2 separate regions of the Gossypium arboreum genome follow, and region 1 is linked to region 2. The links are chromatin contacts, called in public Hi-C maps. All regions are on one chromosome and are shown on one strand. Each heading gives the region's core, a stretch centred on a gene start, on an enhancer-like site or on the middle of the called end of the contact. The rest is flanking DNA. Distances are from core to core; before and after follow the strand shown.

The links. A called contact is a pair of places that touch in the nucleus more often than the background predicts.
Region 1: a Hi-C map of leaf shows a contact between it and region 2, with 3 times the contacts expected there. The contact joins the promoter of LOC108487389 here to the promoter of LOC108487201 in region 2. A contact is called at or near these places in 2 of 5 Hi-C or Micro-C datasets (both in leaf).

What each region holds. Positions count from the first base shown.
Region 1 is chr10:114,016,458-114,024,062 of ASM2569848v2, reverse strand. LOC108487389 reads right to left here and starts at 3,290. Exons shown (of 7, transcript XM_017791721.2): 1 at 3,118-3,290; 2 at 1,581-2,766; 3 at 600-660; 4 at 392-507. The coding sequence starts at 3,124.
Region 2 is chr10:113,881,277-113,889,006 of ASM2569848v2, reverse strand. It overlaps LOC108487201, which reads right to left and starts at 2,514. Exons shown (of 14, transcript XR_008271685.1): 1 at 2,128-2,514; 2 at 1,857-2,021; 3 at 679-777; 4 at 442-564; 5 at 262-330; 6 at 93-189.

The sequences.
Region 1 (7,605 bases), core at 2,041-4,540, 130 kb before region 2:
AGAAATAGTATCATCTACTAACCATTAAGCGTATGATAATGAAAAGGAGAGTGATATATGGACATATATCCTTGTCTGAATTCTATTCGAGTTCATTCTTCGTACGTTGACAATTTTTTGCCATTTTCAACTAGAGGATCAATGGTATCAACATTTATCATAATGCAACATGTTCAGTTCAGGATATGGCTCCCTTTGTCCAGCGTTCAAGCTTTCAGACATAAAGAACTGATATCATTCTAAGTTTCATAATAATTCATCTCCAAGTTAATCAGAAATAAACTGATTGTTGTTCCATACAAAAAAAATGCCATGAGTTTTCAAAAATATCAACTTGTGCTAACATAAATGGCAAGAAAGAAAGAAAAATATTGAAGCGAACAGACTATACCTGCGCCACTTTCCACAGATGGTTCCTTTACTGCCTCCTTTGCCTGCTACGAATTCTTGGCATTGAAGCCAGTTCCCTTTTAAGCTTAATTTAGATGATTTGTTTGAATTCTTTTCCTACAAAGAAAGACATGTCAATTCCCCTCAAACCATACTGTTACTTGTCTGCAAAATGGCAATGTTAACCTAGACATATATCAAAGCCTTACGTGGTAATAAGTATATTCTGAAGGATCCAAGTTTAGGGGTTCGCCAATGGTATCAACATCACTGCATAGTATAACAAGAAACTATTTATGAAGGACAACACTTGTGGATCGAGAAAGCACTCAATAGCACCTATATTTTTCAAAAAGACTAACTTTCCCTAAGCTGAAAATTATCAATTCTATTTCACCCACTGATTATGAAATGTATGCAGGATTCCAAAATAAAGCGGTGGTTAAAGCAGTGCGCTTTCTATCAGAATATACTTTTAACTCATTAAAAGAGCCTTGGAAAGAACTTATAAAACATCTTCGAGAAGGAAGGTTAATGAGAAGATTAGTCTACCTATATATTATATTGGACACCATAACAGTTCCTAGCTAAATTTCATAAATTGGAATTCTAGATTCTGACTTCTTCAGTAAAGAAAGACACTTAGGCAAGATGACATCAACTTAGTGGTGATCTGTTCTATGATGAAAAGTGGAATTTCTTTTTCCATGTGTGAAATATACATCAATTAGATGGGAAACATGACAAGTGATCAAAGAAAGCCTATCAGTGTAATAGAAAGAAAGATAGTTGGCATTGGTTTCTTCAAGGTCAATGCAATTAGCCTGCTACTAAAGTCAAATTTTATGTCTTGTCTCTAGGTCAAGACAGAATCTATGCCTAGGATTTTTCTTACAAAATAGATAATTGTTTATAATCAATATAACCTATTAGCAAGCTCTCCTTTAAGCTCCTCATATATTATAAGCATCAAATAGTACTTTTGACTACCTTGTGCTTCAGACAGATTTTCATATGTCACAAAGGACAACGTAGTTATAAACATTTGGGAACATAACATAAATAAAACCTCAAATAGAAAAGAGCATCATTCATATCTATGTTTTCCTATGCACCCAATTAGAGAGCCTATAAAGTAATGCATTCCATATAGACAATTAATTAAAAAATAAATAGTTCATGGAACATACATATCAATTGGACCTGACCAGTCAGGAACTTCTGCTTGAAAACCCTTGCCAATTCGAACACTAGTTGTATAAGGCTCAGCATCTCTCAACATTAATTCTATTGGACTGACTTCCCATTTAGATGATACATCTCTTTCTTTGCCCATTCCACCAGTGATACTAGAAGACCTTCTTGCAAGAGTCTTCTTCAGCACTATTCGCTTCTGTTTCATACACGACATACAATACCACTCATCAACCGGTGGTTTCTTTATCTTCTGTCTGCAGCAACGTACATGAAATGCCTCTTCACAATTATCACAAATTAGCATCTTTTGTGCTGTTCCCAAACGGTCACAAATTTTGCATAACCTAGAACAACTACTACCCCCACTAGTACCAATTTCCTCAATAGCACGAGGCCTAGATGGCCCAACTTCCTCAACATTCTCCGGCTTCTGAAGTACAGGGAGGCACATACCTTTTTCATCTTCCCTTAAAACTTCAGCACCTATTACACTAGAGGAGGTGCACTCACCATTTTCATCCATCTCACGTTTTGTGGAAGCTAATAAAGTATCCATATTTGACTTCGATGATGAACAACTATCATTTATACTATCCACATCTATGGTTTTCAGCATAACAGTTTTATGTACATCATCAGAACTACGGTCGTCCATGGCAGAACATCCATTAGCAGATTCATACTTTAAACCGTGAGGCTCTCTATTGCATGCAAGAGGCATCACGGTATCTCCAACAGCTACATTTCTATGTTCCCCATGAGAAAATTCATTTCGCTCCAATGTTGCCACTGAAAAAGCATCAGAGCTGACAACAGAAAGACAAGCCCCACTTCTCTTTGAATTCACTGGGGCCTCCGCACAACAGTTGACAACAGAAGCAGAACCACTGCCGCTGCTGCCTTGCCGTTTCTTCCTCCTACTGAAAACAAAAGCAGGCACAGGAACTTCAGACAGAACACTCATCGATGAGTGTTGAGAACCAGATCTTGGCAAAGGAGGGCATGAATACTCAGCCTCTTTGCATCCACTCTGACAAGTATCATTCAATTTAGGAGATACCTGCCAATTTCCATTTCCAGGCATCCAGTCACATAAAGAATCTCGTTTCCCAAGTTCAGATACATAAACTAAGCCCGTTTCAATTGAACTAGATATTGAAGTCTCCATCAGCAATTCACCTGCTATAATTCAACAACAGGAATCTGAGTGTTTTCCCTAGCACTCCCAAATTACTTCCACTAATAAAAAAATTCACTCTTTATTCCAACTCAACCTTCCTAGTAACCAAATATTAGTTCTATTCAATTCCAACCATTTTTTTCACCAAATATACCCAATAGGAAGAAAGTAAGCACGAGACTTTGGCATACCCTTTTCAAGAAAAACAAATAAACTATAAAAGTTCATCTTCGTTTTGGCATTAACCAGCCTTGACCATCTTTTTCTTCAAAAGAAATACAACAAGGCATGTTGGGTTTTGCAGCTTGTAGCAAGTAACAAAAGAGTGAAGGAAATTCAAGGGCGCAAACCTGGCATAATTGTTGAAATATGAAAACGAAATCGTCGAGGCAGAATCTGAACTCTGAAGAGAACAATGGGGCGCAAACTGGTGGGAAATGGACGGTGGGCTCAAAGGTGTTTCCTCTACACACAATTCCCTTTGGGCCTTTGATTTTGAATTTTCCACGCTTTTGCCAAATTCAGTTTTTTGAAAAGTTCTAAACTTTTTTTTTTTTTATATTGAAAAGTTTAAGGGTAAACTGCATCATCTATCCCTAAACTTTATTTAAAATTACATTTCGATCACTCAACTTTCAAAAGTTACATTTAATGTTATTAAATTGTTACATGCTTGTCACTTGGCAGTTAACTTCAGTTTAGAAAATAACACTACACTTTAATTCAAAGGATTAATAACTAATTTGATCCCTAAACTATAATTAAAAAATATTTTGATATTTTAAAATTTTTCTTAACAATTATTGTAAAAAAATTTTAAAAAGTCTTAAAATAAATAAAATAATTCATATAAAAATCAGTTGCCACATGAAAAAATAAAAAATTTTCAGCTAATTTTTTCATATCCAAAATCATCAAAATCATAATTGTTGAACTTTTACAAAAAAAAAAATTAAGTACTCATTCATTTTGATTATTTTTTTATTTGCTTTGTTGTTTTATGCTTTCTTCATTTTCATCTTTCTTTACCTTTTTTTTCTCTTTTCATGTGGATCAGCATCAGCTCCGCTCTTTTCAAATCATTAAAAATAATATATATTTATATATATATATATATATATATATATATATATGTGTGTGTGTGTTTTATTTACAACTGAAAGTAATCTCTTGACTTGAAATTTGACAAAGGAAATAATGAGTTTGGAGAAGAAGAAAAGTACCTTATATTATAAATTTTAAAATCCAAAATTACAAAATTGAAATAGTAACTAGAAAAGAAATTATGAATTTAGAAAAGAAGTAGGGTGTTGCGTAATATAAATTAAAAGAAAAATTTCAAATTCCAAAAATTGAAATTTATCAAAGAACCAAACAATATAATAGAATATTTTGCTCTTCTATCGCTCTCTTTTTTCTTAATTTTTTTCCTTTCTTTTTTTCATAATTATTAGGAAAATCTTACAAATAGGTCATTGATGGTTGAAGTTTTTACGATTCTCAAGAATGAAAACAATGTTGCAAGCCCAAATTGTGTTCTTGAAAACTCGAATAGCAATAATCAATCTAATAGTGGAATCCAAATCTTGCATTGAGATATATTTTGTTAGGGATCTTAGGACTTTGAGAACAAAATAAAACAAAATAAAATTGGCAAATCAATTTCGGGGTTAAACAACGTGAAGTTGTTGACTTGATTGAAGGTGTTCATCAACGATGGAAAGCAAATGGAATTTAGTTTGAAAGTTTCTGTAAAAGTTCAAATGCTATGATTTTTTATGAGATTGGATATGAAAAATTAGATGCAATTTTTTTGTTTTTCATGTTGTAAATGATTTTTATATGAATCATTTATTTATTTTAAATATTTAAAAATTACAATTATTGTTAAAAAATTTAATATCAAAATAATTTTTAACTATAGCTCAAGGACTAATTTAGCTATTAACCATTTGAATTAAGGTACAACATTACTTTTTTTTTTAATGAAAATTAACAATGGGTGACAAAAATGTAACAATTTAATAATATTATTGACTATTGCATAACTTTTGAAAATTGAATGACCAAAATGTAATATTAATAAAGCTTAAGGACAACTAATGTAGTTTGCCCAAAATTTAAACTACGTTCAAAGACAAAGTGTTATTTGTACGAGTTTGAATATCAAACCGATATTTAAGAGGAAAGCTTAATTATGATCTCAAATAAGTCTTTTTATGGAGCTTGTGTAATGACTTATTAAACACCGATTTAATTAGGCACTAATTCTTTGGGGGGGAATCAATTGTGAAAAGACGGACGAGTCCGACAGCAAGACCTAACATTTTTCCATCATTTGATTATTACTAACTGTACTAACTGAATACTCTGCTAACTAAGTTGTTAATGTATTACAGGTGGGTTAAAGATAGGTTTAACAAAGCACTTGAAGCATCCTGAAGATCGGAAATTTGAGAAACAAGGTCAACGTCACGACACAGACAATTTTGTATCGCAACATCGTGGGCAGTAACGAAGAAGTTTAAAAATCAACCTGATATCGCGACATCATTAACCTGTCGAGATACAGAATACAGTTTCTCAAGAATTCTAAAACTACAGGGTGTGTCACTGTAACACCCTATACCCGGCTGGTCGCCAAGCCCAAATACAGGATGCCACACCACCGTCTCATGTCATATACTACGAGTGAAAGTCCAATCTAAAAGAACCGTCTTTCTTATTATCATTCGTATAGGTTTTAAGTCAATAATATTTGTTAGTTATCAAAGTTACATGCTAACCATTCCTCAAATAGTCGTATAATAATACTTAAACATGAGTAAGGTCCAGTTAATGAAATTTCCAAAACTTGTCCATAGGTATCGATACTGACACTTGGGTATTGATATTTTCCCTAGGTGGTATCGATACCACTTGGAAAATCGATACCAAACTTGCATTCTGTTTCTCGACTAAAATCCCAAAGTCTCGAAAATTGTCGATACCTGTCATGAAATATCGATATTTTGACCTCGAGTATCGATACTCAAGCAAAGGTATCGATAACAAATCTCTAATCTAACTTCCCCCATGTTTTAGAACACAGTGGTATCAATTTTACAATACAAATATCGATACCTCTGCTTCCGACCTAAAAAATGCAGCATACATAAGCAAATAATCCATTCCCATTTAATTTCTAAACATCATACATCATATACTTAGACAAATAATTAACCAATAGCTAAATTTCGATAGTTCAAAACATCAAAAATGTGTCCGAGCTAGAAACGCCATGACATCATTAATGTTTATAACCTAAGCATAATCATAACTCTTAAACCTCATAAACAAAAGCTATAACCAACAAAATATCTAGAAATATCTAGAAGATAACATGTCTATAAACAAGTCTACCACAGTTTCTTTTCCCTAAAATGTAAGTAAATAAAGAAAACCTACAGAATAACACAAAACTGGCCTGGATCACCTCTCGGAAAACCACACCACTCACACTGGTATGCAACTAATTTGCAATGGGTAAAAACGGAGTAAGTGAGCTTAACAAGCTCAATGAATGATTAGAATGACCACATCGCACACATACCATCATGCATCCTCAAGAAAACCATTTAAGTACAATTACAATAGTCCTATGTCTAGTGTCGTAGAGTACCTAACCATGCTTTATCTACTGGTTCTTCTACATAGCATTTACATATTCATGCAAACATATATCATGTAACACACATACTTAAACAACCATATATCACAGTTCTCTCAAATCACATATAATGATAAATTTGCAATATAGCACATACTCCATTAAGCATAAAACATGTTCCACACAATTACATTTAATATGATAGATTGGCGATATAGCGCATACTCCATTAAGCATAAAACATGTTCAACATAGTTACATATAATATACTAGATTGGCGCTTGAGTTATGAAACATATAACGAGCTTTGTCATCACTCATAGGATACACGGATCTCCAACACACCAAATATAGACTCATAGAGTCAAACATGTCCCAAAAGTGTAGCATAAAGCTAACACTCTCCTTATTTCCTCTCACATGTCCCGTTGAATGGAGCTTAGTTCACATTCCCTTATCCCTCCAACATATTCCAGGGCCTCAACACCCTAAAATCACTGTATGTATAGGTGACTACTCACAATTCTATGGCATGCTAACTATATCCAACAGTTTCAAGATTACAAGGCCAAAATATCCGAAAAAACAATCACATATCACTTACTGATTATCCGTGCACTATCACTGCATGTTAACATCTTTTGCAAAACACTATCACTATCATTTAACAAATTTATATATCATGTATACATTTGCACTTTTCACAACAGTCACCATATCCACATATCACATGTTTGAGCTTCTCATTACCATGCATAATTTCATAATCACATAAGCACAAAACCACAAAATGAGTATAGATTAGAGGTGATCATGGGCCAGGTTCGGGCCGAGCCCAGAAAAAATTCTAAGCTCGTTTTCTAGGCACGGGCCCGGCCTAGCCCGAACCGAAATATGAGCCTGAAAATTTGTCCAAACCCAGCCCAAAAGAAAATTGTTAAGCCCATTGACTGCCCAAATTTATATTATTTTTTAGCTTATTTCGTTAAATAAAAATTAAAATATAATAAATCAAATATATTTAAAAACATAAAACAAATATTAAAATAAGAAACAAATAAAAAATGAGACTAAAATAATTCTTAAATCAATACACAAATTGAAAATATAATAAAAATGGTTATATTAAAATTGAAAAAAAAATAAATATGATTAAAAATAAAAAAATTTATTTAGTATATAATTCGAG
Region 2 (7,730 bases), core at 1,265-3,764:
GAGAAAGAGAAGGGGGAAGGGGAGAGAAAAGAAGTAGTAAAAGACCAGATATTGACAATCTGACATTCAAAGAATCAACTGGGCGTACATACATGAACCCAGCCAAGCCATTCCTGTGGCAAACAAAGACCCAAAGAGCTGGCCAAGCGTTGCACCAGCACCAATGAAACCAAACAATCTTGACCCTGACTGAAGCAAAACGGAAATTGAGCGCAAGCAGGATATCATAAGCTTCATAAGAGAAACAGAAAGTGTCAATACCTCACTATCCATGACATCAATTACTCTAGCCCAGGTTGAAGATATTGTGATAAGATTAAGCAAGGCAACCTTCCATACAAACAAGAAAACAGAAACAGAAAGTTTCCATTATTAAAATTAAAATACTAGATAATAGTTGGCAGGCAAAATTAATGACAAATAGATCAAGTGTTGTCATACCCAGAGGAACAATCCAATTCTAACTGAAACATAAAACCAACCATGGTTTCCCCAACCTTGAGCATCAATAGGGCTGTCATGACCAATACTGACTTTAAGTTCGGTGGAAATCCCAACTGAATTCTACAAACAGTTTGCACCACAGGTTAGTACAAAATTATATGAAGAACCAATTTTCTGATGACAAACAAGGATCAAAAATGAGAACACCACCACCATGTGGACTTTTTGGATTACCTTTGAATGAGATTGTAAAGTCTCCGTTGATGAAGTATGCCATAGAATGAAGAACACAACAAGTGATACACTAAAAAGCCTGTGTATAAAAACCAAAGCCTGGAATTTCAAGAAGTACCAATTAGAGGACAAATATAACAAAACATGAAGAATATTACCGGCATGAAATGGTTATGGACCTCACGGATTTCTTCTCAAGGATATTAAAAGGCTGAAGTGACAAAGTACAACAGACAGTTGTGCATAGACCACTGAGGCTAATGATCCCAAACTTAAATAAAACATTGATACATTGACCTAATGAAACAACCCCGAACAATGCCAATAAAATGCAATGTTGTATCACTATGTTGGCATGTTCTGAAAGTAATATATTAAAATCAATAAGAGGCCATACAACATGGCAAAATGACTTAAACAACCATATACGAAAGGTGGATGACAAAATCATTTCCATTATTGTTTAGTTCAATGATTAAGGGCATGCATTACCACACAAAAAAACCTTCCGCGGATCACATGTATGGTGGTATTCCCTGAAGGAAGCTAAAGGTCTCAGCTTCAAGACCATTTAAGTGAGGGATCGCAGAAAGTAACTTTCCAATGTTTAGCTAAACAAATTGGCACCTAAATGTTTAATATATTAAGTTCTGCAAAAGCCACTTTATCACCTATACTAACAACAAAGAGAGCTAAAGTTTCTAATTCACTTCTCTCAAGACCCCACTCTCGGAACCATTTCCAGGTCAGTCACTCTGTTCACCGGCATTATTGACTACAATAAGAGATAGACTTTATAATTAATCTGTCCCAGAGCTCTACTCTACCGGAACCATAACTAGGTTGTAGCTCTCTAGTCTCTATGTAAACCAAGTACAAATTAACAGCAACTCAGTCATCCTTATTTAAAGTAAAATTATGCAGTTTGTTATCAATGAAAGTTAAACTGTCCACGGTTAGTTCTTCAAAACTATGATTAGGTTTTATATCCCAATTCAATATTTTACTGCTAAAAAAAAACGGAGCAGAAAAATCAATAACAAAAGAGCCAAACTTTCCACTTCATCCCTAAACTTTTATATATAAATACAGCCCATTTTCAACATTTCAGTAAAATTCTAAAAATCCAAGAATAAAAGCAATAAAGAAAATGAATTATGAAGTGAATTGAGATTTACCTTGACTTTGGAAAGATTAGGCAAAGAGAAGATGAGAGTAGAAAGAGGAGCAGCTATCAAAGTCAACACTAAAGACCCAACAAACAATTCAGGCAAATTAGATAATCCCAATGAAATTGCCCCTTCATCCCTCAATGGCAGCACCACAAAATAAGCACTCAAAATCTGGGGGGGAAAACAAAACAAACACACAAAAAAGCCCAATTCAAAATTAAGACAATTTAATTAAAATTAAAATGAATTATGGAATGAGTTAATATTATTAACTTACAAAGAAGAAACATGAAGAAGAATGGAGCAAAGCAGAGATCTCATGAGGATGCACTGTTACGAAAATGGAGATGAATGCATCTAAACGCCGCCGACTAATTAATTCTATCATTTATTTATTTATGTGTGTATATATTGGTTGGGTTATTCAGTTGAAAATGGAGAATTGAATCAAAGAAAGAAGCTTGATTTCAACATCAATGGAGACATATACAGATGATCTCAAAGCAGAGACCTTCTTCGTTTTTTAACGTTAATTAAACAATTTCATCAGATCCCCATTGGTGTTGATTATTTAGCTTTTTGCCTCAGTATAATTTACTATTATAAAATGTGCTCCTTAATTTTCACATTCTTTAAAACAAGACTAATTTGTAAGGTCAACGACCACCGCACTTTGCACGGGATATTTTATAAAGTTATTTATCATATTATACATTTTTTGACACTCGTAAATATTAAATTTTATGCAAGTGTTGAATAGAATGTACAAAATGTATGTGTGTCAAGGTCTTTCTAACACGATTTTCACTAAGTATCGTGTACTTTGTTGTTAAAAACACAAATTTGAGTTGGGGTAACAACTCGACTCCTATAAGTGTTGGTTTCAAACAATTTTTTGACTCATTAAAGTCAATACTCATGATGTTGACTTCATTTTATCTCAAGTTAGTCGACCCTTTTCCCCTTTCTTATAAATTTTACAATTTTCCAAACAAAAAAAAGTCATTTTGAAATAACTCCCCCAGAAATTCTTTTGAACATCTACAAACCTTAAACCATTCCAACTACGTACAAAGTTTCTATAACTCACTTAAATCACTTTTTTTTCCATAATTCATGAATCAGTGCTATGAAAATTGTCATCAATTTTTGTACTCAATATTATGTTATTATTGTGCTTAACAAATGTTAATAGTAAATTTCTTAAAGTAGTCCCTTAGGTTATGGACTTTAAATTGGATTGTGGTTATGATGTTGAGTTGCCAATAGTCCATATTTATCATGTATATTATTATTATATTGTATTACTATTGATTGGATTACTGTTTTATTAGGATTGTATTAGATCTTCTATTGTAAACAAGTTTTGAAATCATGTTTATCTATTTGAGAGACTTGCACAGGAAAATGTACTAATTATTGGGCACTTAATCTATTCTTATGAGAATATTTTTGTAAAAGTGATGTTTTTAAAGTAAAACTTATTAATGTGGTTTTAATTGCTATGACCACAAAGGGTATTCATAGTAGTGAGAGTATTGTATCTTCAAAGTGCAAGAGTACGGTGTATGTGATTGAGTAGGTTGACTTTGTAATTGTTGAAGAGATATATTTCTCGTTGAGCTAGGCTCCATGGACATAGGGAAATTGAACTGTGTAATCATATTCTTATGTTATGTGTGCTTTTTGTTTTTCCATTTAGTGCCTGGACAAGTATCCACCAACTTAGGCACCAATTTCATTGTGTTTTTTTTTTTCTTTTAGCGACACCCTTTCGTTAACATTTGTAATGTTCAAATTTAATATTTGATAACTTCAAATGGGAAGATGGCGAATTGATTTATGACACAAATCCATTTAAATGGATACATGATTTCGACTAATGATAGAACTGTATTCCAATCTGAATCTCCTTTTAACATAACCTTTAAGAATTATATTTCCTTGGAGAGAACAAAAAGGAGAATTTCGAAGAAAATCCATGATGGAACTACCAAATGGATATCCAATTTCAAGTATACATTTTTGAGGTCTAATAAAAGGGGAGTAAATACGTTGTGGTGGATCTCAACAATGATAAAACTGTTGATACTACGGTGTTTGGGCACCAAGAAAGTGTGGGCATTGCAATGGAGTTGTTAGTGCAAGTCAAAGATATTCTCGATGCTAGGTACAAAATTTTGAATTATGCAAGCATTTCGCCTATCTCGGTGCCAATATATCATTTAGAAATTCCATCAATACCAGATATTTTAGGGTTCTTTTCCTAATTACTATATTTAAGAGTCCCGAAGAATCCTTCAATGTCGAATATTCCTAGTACATATCTTGAGAGCATACTCAGGAATCTATAATGTTATGTATTCATGAGTTGTATAACAAGATGTTGGTTATGTTAATAGGTGGCAATCTCTAATAAATGTAGTTTAAGATGAAGCTCAACCTACCTGATTTGATGTGTTCACGGAACCAGAATGTCGTGATGATGACATTGGTGACTTCACTAGAGTCAAAACTAAAGCATAAGTCTAAAAAGAACTCGATGTTGAAGTTGTAGGTGTTAATGGTCCCAAGTCGTAAAATGAACCAATAGTTTTTATCGTCATCGTACATATGAGTCGTCAAGTTATTATCGAAACACTGAATGGTAACATTCATAGGCATGAATTTTTTGTCTGATTGATAACAATGGTGAGCTTACAATTGGCCTAATTTTTCCATCAAATTATGTTGCAAATAGAAGAATCAAGGACTATAACATCAGATAATCGGCGGATTTCAAGGTCATGAAGTCTAGTACCAACATTTATGAGTGTAAATGCATTAAATACAACTAAAATTACATGTGGGTCATTTTGGTAGCCTAAATATAGAAGAAACATATATGAGAATTTTGCAAATATAACGGCCTACATACGTGAGGTGCAACAAAGGTCTCACAAGATCATTTGAAGTTGAATTCCTATTTAATCTATGATTCCATTATTACAATGAATGACACAAATTCGACTACATCTTCTAATGTGGTTGTTATTTCACCATAGGAAAAGTGGTAGCTAAGAGTTTCCAATATCTACCTTTCCACCAAAGTTGTAAGAAACAACGACCATATTGGTATGTGAAGTATTTTAACCACTTCAAAAAACTTGTTACATCTAGATGCGCTTTCACTTGGCCTTGCTTTTCATTCAGCATCAGACATTGTACGTTTTGTTGAATTCAAAAATTTTGTTCCTCAACTTAGTAAGTAAATAAAAAAATTCATTCAAAATAAAAAAAAAATTTAAATGTTGAATTAAATATTAATAATAAAAAAGTTAGCTTAAATAATAAGTTAATAAATTATTATATTCAGAGTTATTAAAGCGATATGATTCTCTTCACTCAACAAAGCCATAGTATGGTTTAAAAATTTGAATCGAAGCTAATAAAAAATAATGATTTGGATAGGTTTTGCCTTAGGAACTCGACAACGATTGGAGGCAACTCTTGCTTGTGTGAAAAAACAAATGAGGGATTGACTGTGAATTTATAAGAAAGGTAAACTACCCAGATAGTTACTAAAGTTCGAGGACACTCTTGCTTTGGTCATCAATTTTTTTTTAATATCATCACCTACATAAAGTTAATTTCAAGTTCTAGTCATCCTCCCTTTAAAATGTATTTGGTCACCAAACGGAAGGCTGACAAGGCTCTCTTTTGATTGGTATGATAACAAATTTAACCTCTAACATCTTATCAATTTGATCATGATTCCAAAAATCCAAAAGCTTATAATTATAAAAAATTCAAATAATGCAAAAATACTTTAAAAAAATCACATCTATAACTATCTATAAAAGTAAACCTTAAGTAATGAGATGCTCGATTTTAAGTTGTGAGCTATGGTGAGTTGACACTTAGAGGGAGTTTGGTGTGATGGAAAGTTCTCACTTTTCAAGGAATTTAATTAGTTGGAATGTGATTCCAATGTTTCATAAGAAAAAAAAAATGGAAAGTGATTCCCTTAATGATGGGTGAGAAAGTTAAGAAAAAATTAGCCTTTCTTGTATTTGGGTTTAACATATTAACTTATTCATCTATAAAAACATAGTTGCTACTATGATCTTTACAGCTTTAATTCATTGTTTTTTTTTTAAAATTATTTTTTAAAAGAACATCTCCAACCTTGAGCATTCAATCATGAAAACCTTCACAATTTTTTTAAATGAAACGAAAAAAATTCAATAGATTTTGGAGCAGAAGACATTCATTTCTCCTAATGTTGGAGAGAGTTCATGCTCAACAAGTTTTTGAAAAAGCTCTTCATATTCGATTGGTGTTGATAAAGTCTGAATAGAGGCGAAAACTTATCGATATTTTGGACCATGGAGAGTCTAAATCGGAGAACCAACATCAACTTACATATTTCTAATGGTCTTGATTTGTTATAGATACTCTACAACACTTTTGACTTGCTTTGTGACTTTAGTAAGTTGATCACGAAGGCTATAGGTTCATGTGTGACTTTTGTTTGCATATAAAGTACGCAAAAGAGCCCGTGTTTTTTGTGAAGTATCAGCAGAAGCAATTGTGGAGGCAATTGAGTTATCAACATAAGCAATCATGGCTTGCTAGATGAGTTGATCTTAGTGATACCAAATGTGACAAGCAGGATTTATTTGGGTGCTGTTATTCTCTTCAACATGTTTGGGTAGAGCGGGTTTAGTGCCATCAAGGTGACCTTGGAGATCATGTCTATCTAACATCATGGTAAATTGTGATTTCCAAGTCGAAGAGTTGGAGCTAGCATGAAGCTTAATTAGGAGGTTGGGTTGAACTAGACAATTTGAATAGTTGTAGTAGCAGTGGTCGGAGGTAATTACTGAAGGGGTTGAGTTATTGGTAGTCATTACAAAAATATTGGAGTAGGTGAGAAGAAAATGGAAGATGTTTTCTCATTTAGAGATATTTAGCTCCGTATACCATCTAAAGTTTTGGAAAGAAAGAGAAGAAAGGCACACAAAATTCATTGATAAATGACATTATTTATACAAGTAAAGAATTGACTAAGATAATGTTAACTATTCAAATAACAACAAAAGATAAAATACAAATTATATTCAATTTTTAAAACGAGATAAAAACTAACTAATAGACTTGGTCAAGCTCATATCACTAATAGCTTAAGTTTGAAAAACAATTTATACACAATTGATTGTGGTTTACCATATTAAGAAGTTGATATTTCAAGCTATATACACGGTATATTAATATATTTGAATTTATAAGTGCCATGTCGCGAAACAACTTTTAAAACTTGTATATTTTCACTTAATATGCAAGTTGCCTTTCCAATGTATTTATGTATCTTGTTCGACATGTGAGAAAATCATACTTTTTTGGAATAATTCAAATATTTCTTAATAGTAAAGATTATTAAAAATATTAAAATATATGAATATTTTATTTTATTCAATAGGGTAATTTTGTAAAGTAATATTACATTTTAGGAATATGTTAAATGAACTAAACATATTAATGTAACTTTTACAGATTTAAACAGTATTTTCAATGTATACCAAACGTTGTAACGGTGTTATTCTCATCAATCATATTTTATAAATTCACATTTCATTGAAATTATAACATAGGAAAACACCAATCACCCTTAAGATAAAAAAATTAGGATTTCAATTTTTATTTTGTGAACAAATAAAATTTAAGAGAGATCGAAGAAATAGTTAAAAAGGTAAAAGAAAGAGAATAAAAGATACATAGAAAGTAATAAAATATATATTTGTATGTTTATATCATGTTTTGTTTTGTGTAATAAAATAGTTGATACATAGAAAGTAAAAATTAATGTTTTTAATGTAACGTTTGTTATTATGTTTTAAA